2 separate regions of the Mus musculus genome follow, and region 1 is linked to region 2. A link is a contact called in public HiChIP or PLAC-seq data. All regions are on one chromosome and are shown on one strand. The core of a region is the stretch at or near the end of the contact, and the rest is flanking DNA. Distances in the headings are between cores, read along the strand shown.

Region 1 (4,849 bases), core at 184-2,683, 770 kb after region 2:
CCCCTCCTGCCCCTGCTGCCCCAGCTGCCCCTCCTGTCCCTCCTGCCCCTGCTGCCCCTCCTGCCCCTCCCGCCCTTGCTGCCCTTGCTGCCCCTCCTGCCCCTCCTGCCCCTGCTGCCCCTCCCGCAACTGCTGCCCCTGCTGCCCCTCCTGCCCCTCCCGCCCTTGCTGCCCTTGCTGTCCCTCCCGTCCCTCCCGCACCTGCTGCCCCTCCTGCCCCTCCTGCCCCTCCTGCCCCTGCTGCCCCTCCCGCCCTTGTTGCCCCTCCTGCCCCTGCTGCCCCCCTGCTGCCCCTCCCGCCCCTGCTGTCCCTCCTGCCCCTCCTGCCCCTCCCGCCCTTGCTGCCCTTGCTGCCCCTCCTGCCCCTGCTGCCCCAGCTGCCCCTCCTGTCCCTCCTGCCCCTGCTGCCCCTCCTGTCCCTCCTGCCCCAGCTGCCCCTCCTGTCCCTCCTGCCCCTGCTGCCCCTCCTGCCCCTCCCGCCCTTGCTGCCCTTGCTGCCCCTCCTGCCCCTCCTGCCCCTGCTGCCCCTCCCGCAACTGCTGCCCCTGCTGCCCCTCCTGCCCCTCCCGCCCTTGCTGCCCTTGCTGTCCCTCCCGTCCCTCCCGCACCTGCTGCCCCTCCTGCCCCTCCTGCCCCTCCTGCCCCTGCTGCCCCTCCCGCCCTTGTTGCCCCTCCTGCTGCCCCTGTTGCCCCTGATGCCCCTGATGCCCCTCCCACCCCTGCTGCCCCTTCTGCCCCTCCTGCCCTTGCTGCCCCTCCAGCCCCTGATGCCCCTCCTGCCCCTCCTGCACCTCCTGATCCTCCTGCCCTTGCTGCCCCTCCTGCCCCTGCTGCCACTCCTGCTACTCCTGCCCCTCCCGCCCTTGCTGCCCCTCCATCTTCCCCTCCTGCCCCTGCTGCCCCTGCTGCCCCTGCCACCCCTTCTGCTGCCACTGCTCCTCGGAGTTGCTTCTGGTTGGGTGTGGCTGCAGAGGCGAGCAGAATGACCAGCACAAGTCTCAGCCTTCAATCGTTCGCGTTAGATCGTGCTGATGAAAATATCACGTCTAAGGCTCGTCTTCTTACGTCTGAAGAACAGTTAACATTTACTGATTTCATTGTAGGGGAATGCAGAGGTTCCATACTGTGTGTGACCGTCCAACGACATTATGTCAGAGTCAGTGCTCTCACTTACCATCTAGGTCCCAAGGATCAAGCTCGGTCCACCGGCCCGGCAGCCAGCACCTCTACTGGATGAGCAGTCTCCTCAGCCCTTCAGCTTCTGGCATTGGAGCCACACCCTAGAGGAAAGCAAACCCAGAGCTCGGGAGTTAGGCCCTTGCATTTCTTTTATCTCAGATGTGAATTTACAGACTTAGAAATCAGATGCGAGGAAGCTACCAACACTCATCGTCTTTGGACTCTGCCAGGCATTGTCATGGTTCGGCCTCCATGATACAGGAGTGTTGGGAGTTCTGCAAAACCAGCTGGGGTGAACTTTCTTTATCTCGGAAACCATATAAGCAAGCTGGTCTAGTAAGTGCAACAGGGCAAGGCATGGCGCCATAGCAGGAAAGGGCTCTGCAGTCTTTTTTTTTTTTTTTTTTTTTGTCACTGCAATAAAATTCCATGATCAGAGTAACTTTATAGGAGTAAAAAAGTGCGTATTTTGGCTTACAGTCCCATTGGGAGAGTCCATAATGGAGGTAGAGGCAGTAAATAGCCAGAGAATGAAGCTGAGGGAGTGTGTATCCATCCACATGCAAGACCCAGGCAGAGAAAACCATCAGGAAGGCTTGGCTTATAAACTTCCACCTTAAGACTCAGACTCACACACATGCACACACACACACTCATACACACACACACACACTCACTCTCACACACACTCACACACACACACATGCACACACTCACACACTCACACACACACACAGTCATACGCACACACTATTGACTTGTGTGCAAAGCTGTCTGTACTCTTAGTGATGTTCTTAATGCTAAGAATCTCCGTGAGGGACATTCACCCCTGGCAGGGGAATAACAGACCACAGACACAATTTCGTATCAGCCCAGCCTGATGAGCCAATGAGCTCACTCCTGGTGAATCCGTGAGTCAGAGGCTGCTGACAGGAGCAGGAGGGATGACGCATGGCAATAGCATCTCTGGAGTTCCTCTCCCCATCTCCCTTTTACTTCCTATATACTCTATTGCTTCTCCCAGACCAGGTGACAGGTGAGGGTGGTGGGTAGGATCTTGGATGAAAGTCTAGGAACCCTCTCTCCTCCACCTATGAACCATGAGTGAATGTTGCTAGTCTCAGCACATGACTATGCTCTAGCTATCTGCATGTTTATTGTCTTTCTTATTCCCCTGTCTAGACTGGAAGCAGAGCAAGGTCCCCTGTAGTTCCTATAGCAATCTTGTCTCTATGAGGACTATAACCATGTGATGCTCAAAAGAAATAACTACATCATAATAATCTCCAAAGCTTTCTTTTTCATACTATAAAACATAAAGCTGTAGTATGAATTTTATGCCAAATGTAGTGTAAATATCCCTTGGGGATAGAACACAAAGTCCAAAAACAACAAGTAGGGAAAAGATCCCATCTAAATCGCCAGCAGGAACATGCCTACGGCTGCTCTGTTGAGAACACCAGCAGATTTGCCTCAGATTAAAAGCACAATTGCACTCAGTCATCACCAGAGAAGCTTTCTTCTGCAGCAGATGGGAACAAACATAACAATGTCAATATAACAAATATAAGGAATATAACAAATATAACAAATGGGAACATTGTCACAGCCAGACAATGTGCAGAGAGGAAGAGACCTTTGAATGCTCAGCCCTAAATGGGATGTCTCCATCAAATCCCTCCCCTCAGTATTCAGGGAGCCCCTCAGAAGAGGTGGTAGAAAGTCTGTAACAGCCACAGGGGATGGAGAATTAGAGGAACCAAAGTAAAAGCTGGGCGTGGTGGGACACACCTTTAATCCCAGCACTCGGGAGGCAGAGGAGGCAGATTTCTGAGTTTGAGGCCAGTCTGGTCTACAGAATGAGTTCCAGGACAGCCAGGGCTATGCAGAGAAACCCTGTCTCGAAAAACCAAAAGAAGAAGAAGAAGAAGAAGAAGAAGAAGAAGAAGAAGAAGAAGAGGAGGAGGAGGAGGAGGAGGAGGAGGAGGAGGAGGAGGAGGAGGAGGAGGAGGAGGAGGAGGAGGAGGAGGAGGAGGAGGAGGAAGAAAAACCAAAGCCCTCTAAGTCACCCCATATCTGGCTATGAACTCACGTGCACAGGGCCTGCACCGGTCTACACCAGATGAGTCCATAGATCTGATAGAAGTAAACACATGTCCCCATATCTAACCTAGAATCGATCTCCTCCAACTGATAACCACTTGCAAGTAAAAATTTAGTTTCCCCAAGGGAGTCTCCCTCAGAAAACAAACTACTTTTAAGGTAGGCTACATGCCCAGAAGTAAATGGCCAACAGAAAATAAATTTTGTGGCATCTTTGGAGGTTCCTTATGTCATAATCTCATGTCAAGGCTTTTTTATTTTAATCTTAATTTTTTTTAATTTTTATTTTCCCTTGATACCCTAAACTTTTTTAAAGAATATCATGGCTTCCAGTTTAGTCTTTTCATGGGATTTCTGAATGTGTGAATGAGTGGGTCTCTGCCTTTATATAAATCTTTTTGTGCCATTTCTTGAGCTCTCTCCCTTTTGCTTGTTTGTTTTGCCCTATTCTGTGTGCTAGTTTTTGTTTTATCTTATTCTACTTTATTTTATTATTATCCCTTGGAAGCCTGCTGGTTTCTAATGAGAGTCAGAAAAGGTGGTAGATCCAGATGGGAGGGGAGGTCAGTAGGAACTAGGGTGAGAGGGGAGGGGAGCCTGTAATTAGAATATATTATGTAAGAAAAATTTATTTTCAATAAAAGGAAAAACATATATAAGAGAAAGAAATCTTTGCATAAAACATGTAATTGTGGGAAGCAAACATTTACTTTAAGGGTGTGTGAGTGTGGGTGTGGGTGTGTGCACACATGCCAACAGAGGCCAGAACTAGGGCTCAGAACCCCTGGAGCTGGAGTTTCAAGTGGTTATGAGCTCCTGATCTGGGTGCTGGAACTGGGCTCTAGTCCCCAACAATAGCAGCAAGCACTCTTAACCAGTAGTCCATGTCTTTAGTCCTGAAAGCATTTATTTTTAAATGGCATATAGAGAGAAATTGGCCTCCCAACTGCCTGCCTTCTTAGCTGACATTGGTTTTCTCTCTCTTTTTTTTTTTTTTTTTTTTTTTTTTTTTGAGCTAGTTATCACAGTAGGGGAAGGTGGAGAAGTCCTGCCAGTCTTTCTCCTGAGCCACATGGTTGCTGGGAAGGTGAGGTTTTGTGTGTAAAAGATTTAAAGGAATATTTATTCTTATTTAAAATGATTTGCATTCAGAAAACTAAAATGAAAACTTGCTCAGATTTTCCTGATCTACAAAGGGAAGTTCAACAGCCTGGCCAACTTCATGATTTCAAAATTAAAGGGAAACAAAGAAAGGAAGGAAGGAAGGAAGGAAGGAAGGAAGGAAGGAAGGAAGGAAGGAAGGAAGGAAGAGAGAGGGGAGGGAAGGAAGGAGGGAGGGAGGAAGAATGTGGCAGGGAAGAGGGATCAGAGCACTGGGGATGGAACTCTACTAAGCTGATTCTCTACTAAGCATGCACAAGGCTATGTGTGTAATATTCAATACAGCCAAAATAATCTAGTATAAACAGCCCTTTGTTAGTGCCTGAAGTTTTATGGAAGAAATTTGTTTATATTTATAACCAAGAGTCTTTTTTTTTAATTGGTTAGATAGCAGCCTACAGAATGG
Region 2 (5,337 bases), core at 1,361-3,860:
CCTCTCCCTCTCCCTCTCCCTCTCCCTCTCCCTCTCCTTCTCCCTCTCCCTCCCCTATCCCCCTCCCCCTCCCCCTCTCTCCCTCTCCTTCCCCTCTCTGTAGTCTCTGGTTCTATACTATGTGACTGAACTATCTAGACTCTGGTTCTTGGTCACAAATGTGCTCATAACAGCTGAGTGCCTCTCAGGCCACACACTGGCATTGTTATGTCCCTAAATTTACTCACTTGTAGTTGTAGCTGGATATATAATTGACATATTTTGTATTATCAAATAAGCACAGTAGTGCATAATTTGTGGGATTGTTGTGGAGGACAAACTATAAAATATATGCAAAGACTTGTCATGTGGCATACACCTTTAATCCCAGCACTTGGGAGGTTAAGGCAGGAGAATCTCTATGAGTTCAAGGCCAACCTGGTCTACAGAGTGAATTCCGGAACAGCCAGGGCCATGCAGAGATACCCTGCCTCAACAAACAAACAAATACATGTAAGGAACTGACCTCAGTAAATGATAATGAAGATTGTATTTGTGAATAATGTCACATCTTCAGAAATAAATAAATTCGGAATTAGACGCAAGAACACACAAACATACACACACACACAGCTTCTGTGTGCCAGGTTCCATGTTGTAAATATGGCGGTGATGAAAGGAAGTGAAGGGAACCGAGGGGTGAGTGAATGTATTATAGTGACAATTGCAAGAACCCGACCACCTGCAAGTGCCTAACGATTGGTGCAGTATCACAAAGTGGACACACGATGGCGCCAGAAACCATTATTTGGAAGTCAGTCCACTAGGGTTCCCAGTTTCCTCTGAACTCTCCTATTAGGGAGAAAATGTGACTGTAATTCTAAGCTGCCCATGTGCATTCCTATCAAGAGAAGGAAACTAGTGGTAAATCTTTCAGATAGCTGCAGAAACATCCAGGTTGACCTAGGGACTGAGAACTATGGCTCCTATAAAGAGGGGACTGCTCTAATGTGCATGAAGTTCTGTGTTCTGCTACCAGCAGGATACAAAAGCAGAGGTGGAGGTGCGTGCCTTTAAGCCTAGCACTTTGGAGGGAGAGTGAAAGGATCTGAAGTTCAAAGTCAACCTCTATTACATAATAAGTTTGAGGGCAGCTCAACTGGGCTACATAAAACCCTGTGTCCAAAAATAGTAGGATTGGTAGTTCAATATGTAATGTAAAGGCTCTAGCAACCACATTCAGGAAAATAAAAATAAACATGGAGCTAATTTGCATAATGCCTTGTATTTAACTCTGAATATGCAATATGATTCTGTTAGTGTGTGATCATATACAAAACATTGAAGTATTCTATGTGCGTGTATGTGTGTGTTTGTGTGTGTGTGTGTGTGTGTGTGTGTGTGTGTGTGCAGGCCAGAAGACAGCTTCAACTATTGTTCTTAGTCACTGTCCACTGTTTTTCTTCAGTCTATCATTGGCCTGGAACTTGCCAGGCGGGCTGGCCATCGAGTCTCAGATATCAGGCCGTCTCTGCCCCATGAGAGGATCATAAGCACACACCACCATGACTGGCATTTTTACTGCATGGGTTCTAGAGGATGGAACTTGGGTCCTTGTGCCTGCAAGGCAAACATGTTACCATCTTCTCTGTCTCCCCGGTCTGCAGCTTGTTGATTTGCATGGACTGCTAACTCAGTTTCCTCTAAAGCCCTTCCCCCCCCCCCCCCCCCCCCCGCGCCTCCGCCAGGAAGTCGTAATAACGCGCTATTACCTGACGGAATGCTTTTGGCTTCCAGGCCCCACCCCAATGCCAAGGAGCTTACAGTGTGGAAATGCCTACATTCAAGAAGAAATCATTTTTAACGGCTGGTATTATACTGAGAGCTGGAGAACCCGGCGGTGGGGGTGGGTGGCACACTGAAACAGAAGCCTCCAGAACGGCTTGATCAGAGGGAAATATGTTTCTTTTTTTTTTTCTTCCCTCTTATTGAAAATAGATTTTTTTCTCACATAATGCTTCACTGTGCTGCGGCGCTCTGTGTGAAGCTTTGCCAAGTAGACAGAGAGGCCCTTAGAGTCTGGATTCCCCCTCAGAAACAACAGATGAGAACTATCGTGGGCTGGGCACATCTTTCTCAGTACAGTGCCTGCCTCACATGCTGGCTGACCTAAGTTCCATCCTCAACAGCACACAAACCCAATGTAGTGGCACAGACCAGTGTTTGGAGAGGGAAGGTGGGAGAGTCACAAGTTCGAGGCCACCCTCAGCTACAGAGTGACTTGGCTTGCTGGTAGTTCTAAGCTGCCCCATGCACATATCTGTCAGGAGAAGGAGCGAAAAGTCCCCCAAATAGCTGCGGAAGCTTCAGGACTTACCTAGGAACTGAGAACTAGGGCTCCTATAAAAGGGGGTGGTCTAAAGTGCATGAAATTCTCTGTTGTGTTACCAGCAGAAGGCCAGCTTGGGCTCCAGGAGACTGTCCAAAAACAAAAAAAAGTGATACTTTGAAGGAGTTGTTTCAAGTTGAAGCAAAGTGGTAGCTGGTTTAAACTGGGAAACTGCATTCAAAGCTGCATATACTCTTCTGGAATGGAACCTTTATACCAATTTTGAAGGAGGGCGTGTCCACACAGGGCTGAAAAAGCTGAGTCATCTTAACAAACTAGAGAAGACAAAAAAGAGGGAGCCTTGAGCTGAGGAGACTTGCATTTGCAATTGTTCCCCAAGTCAAAAAGGGAGACTGGGGTGAGCCAAGGGTGAGGAGCCCCATTAAAGTGTGGTGGTTACTCTGCTAGCCCTCAGAGGCCCAGAGATTTCTGGGTGGAAATTTCCCACCTGCCCCAACCCCCCCCCCCCCAGCCTCTGTGGTGAATCATGACAGTCATCTGCCCTCAAAGCCCCATTGGTTTCGGCAGGCACCAGGGCCCCAAACCACCACTCGAGCAGTGGCAAAGAAGCTTCTAGAGAGAGGAGAGGAGAGGGAGGGGTGGGTGGTGGAGGGAAATCACCTCAAGCCTTGAGGCTTGGAACTTCATCAAACTAGAGAAATGTGATGGGTGGTTAGAGGCGTTTCCAATCAAAAGCTCCAGAGAGGAGACTGGACGAAAGAGATGGCTCAGGGGCCGCTCTTCCAGAGGACCTGGGTTCAGTTCCCAGCATCCACAGGTCCACTCCCAACTGTCTGTAGCTCCAGTCCTAGGGGATCCAACATTCTCCTTTGGGTGTGCATGTGATGCACAGGCATAAATACAGGCAAATCAGCCATACACATAAAATAAAGCTATAAGGAAAAGAAAAATAGTTCAGAGAAGCCAAGTATCTTAGGAAGTAAGTGTGGGCTTAAATCCCAGCACTCAGGAGGCAGAGGCAGAAGTGCAAGGTCAAGGCTCTCCTGAGCTACATAGCCATCTTGCAGGCAGTTGGAGCTGTATAGTAAACAACGTAAGGAAGATGAGAGTAAAGGGCAAACCGATTTGTACAACACCTAATACTTAGATGTCAAAGTGGCTGGGGTACAGCTCAGTTAGTGGTGGGCTTGCATGGTAGGCATGAAGGAAGTTCAGGGTTCCATTCTCAGCAGAGCATAAACCATATGTGGGGGTGCTCACCTGTGATCCCAGTGCTGAAGAGATAGAGGTAGGGGGATCAAAGGTTCAAGGCCAGCCTTGGTTCCATACATTTTGGAGCCAATCTGGGCTTCATGGGACAGCAACTCGAAAAGAAAGCAGGGACTGTGGGGCACAGCTTTAGTTCCCACACTTGGGAGACTGAGGCAGTCCAACCAGATAAGTTTGAGGTCAGCCTGGTCAACATAACACATTCCTGGTTAGTTGGGACTATATAGTGAAACCCTGTCTCAAAAACAAGGGGGGGGGAGGGAGGGAGGGAGGGAGGGAGGGAGGGAGGGAGGGAGGGAGAAAGTAAAGAAGGAAGTAAAGAAAGGAAGGAAGCAAAGGAAATGAAAGGGAGAGGGAGGGAAGTAGAGAGAGGAGGGTGGAAAGAAGAAAGAAAGAAGAAGGAAATGAAGGAAGTTGAAGAGATAGCTTACAAACTGGGTGCTCCAATTTCTCACCCACACTGTGAGAACAGAGAGGAGTTCGAAGAGCTCTGATCTGGTGTGAATGTGACTGAAGCCACCAAAATGTACCCAGAAGAACACAGGTCAGGGGTCAGATGCAGCCATGTCCTGAGTGTCCCATGTTGCCTGTGCAAGCTGTCATCTAGCATTCTTCAAGACCACGTCCACTCCCCCCAGCCCTGCTCACACCTCAGAGAAGCTGAGAGGAGTTCAGAGGTCAGGGTAGGAAGGAGCCTCCTCCCTGTCTCCCCAGAGCCCTTCAATCAAGTCATTGCATCCTGGTGAGGTAGAGGCAGGAAGGGGAGGGGAGGGAAGGGGAGGGGAGGGAAAGGGAGGGGAGGGAAAGGGAGGGGAGGGGAGGGAAAGGGAGGGAAGGGGAGGGGAGGGGAGGGGAGGGGAGGGGAGGGGAGGGGAGGGGAGGGGAGGGAAGGGAAGGGAAGGGAAGGGAAGGGAAGGGAAGGGAAGGGAAGGGAAGGGAAGGGAAGGGAAGGGAAGGGAAGGGAAGGAGGGAAGGGAAGGGCAGGGCTCAAGGCTGAAGAAAGCCTAAAGCCCATGCCCTTTTGGCTTGCCAGCAACTTGACTTGACCTTCTTAGAGGGAAGATCGAAAAGTGGGATTATCTGAAAACCCAAATTTGCACAAGGACCCAGGATCCCAAACAACAGGTCAAGGATACACAAAATTGGAGGCAAGTAGTATCTGAACCCCAAACCACAGGGGCTGGGGAATCAGTCAGGGCTCACCTGGTCCCTCCTTACTCTCTAGTTGATGTTTCCCCTAAGTGCCTAAGTGATCTGTTATTATTGTTATCAATAATATATTGTTAACCATTCTGTTATTCAATCCATTATGTCTCTCCAGCCTATATTAGTTCAGGCTTATAGGCAACTGGCTCCAGGGTCAGAGGCTGCAGTTATTTAGTGAAGAAAGCCAGGGTCCACAGTGTTACCTTCCAGGCAGTTTAGGGGTGGAGCCTCCACCTATGCTGAGCTCAGCCTCAGAAGAAGCCAGGCTCCCCAGGCTCCTCCTAAGACATATTTGAGCTCAGCACGAGGCTCTCTGTGAATGTGCTTCTTAGAACATAATTACCACCATCAAGATTATTGTTTGAATTAGGCATTTACATGACACTTAATATTTCCAAAGCATTGTGCTCCCATTTAATTAGTTTTTCCTTGCGACATTCCTGTCGCACCCACACTTGATAGCTTGGGAGACTGACAGACTGAAGAGATAAAGAGTAAACCCCGATGGAGTGGGGGCACACCCTGTACAATCT

What was found. HiChIP or PLAC-seq counts read pairs in DNA pulled down with a chosen protein or histone mark.
Region 1: a contact with region 2 is called in a FOXA1 HiChIP or PLAC-seq map of pancreatic cancer cells. The contact joins the promoter of 2210011K15Rik here to the enhancer-like site in region 2. A contact is called at or near these places in 3 of 39 promoter capture datasets (the 3T3-L1 cell line, HPC-7-derived erythroid cells and trophoblast stem cells), 1 of 484 Hi-C or Micro-C datasets (bone marrow-derived macrophages) and 8 of 115 datasets of contacts at active chromatin or transcription factors (craniofacial prominence, embryonic basal ganglia, embryonic hindbrain and 5 more).

The regions. Positions count from the first base shown.
Region 1 is chr1:121,358,638-121,363,486 of GRCm38.p6, forward strand. 2210011K15Rik (a long non-coding RNA gene) reads right to left here and starts at 1,434. Exons shown (of 3, transcript XR_003947976.1): 1 at 1,385-1,434; 2 at 1,175-1,280.
Region 2 is chr1:120,585,896-120,591,232 of GRCm38.p6, forward strand. No RefSeq gene overlaps it. Among named protein-coding and RNA genes, the nearest start is that of En1, 14 kb to the right of the region's middle. Within about 2 kb of position 2,611, at least 12 of the 459 cell types and tissues checked have an H3K27ac peak or open chromatin away from gene starts, as enhancers often do. A contact at or near this core is called in pancreatic cancer cells, where this site is marked.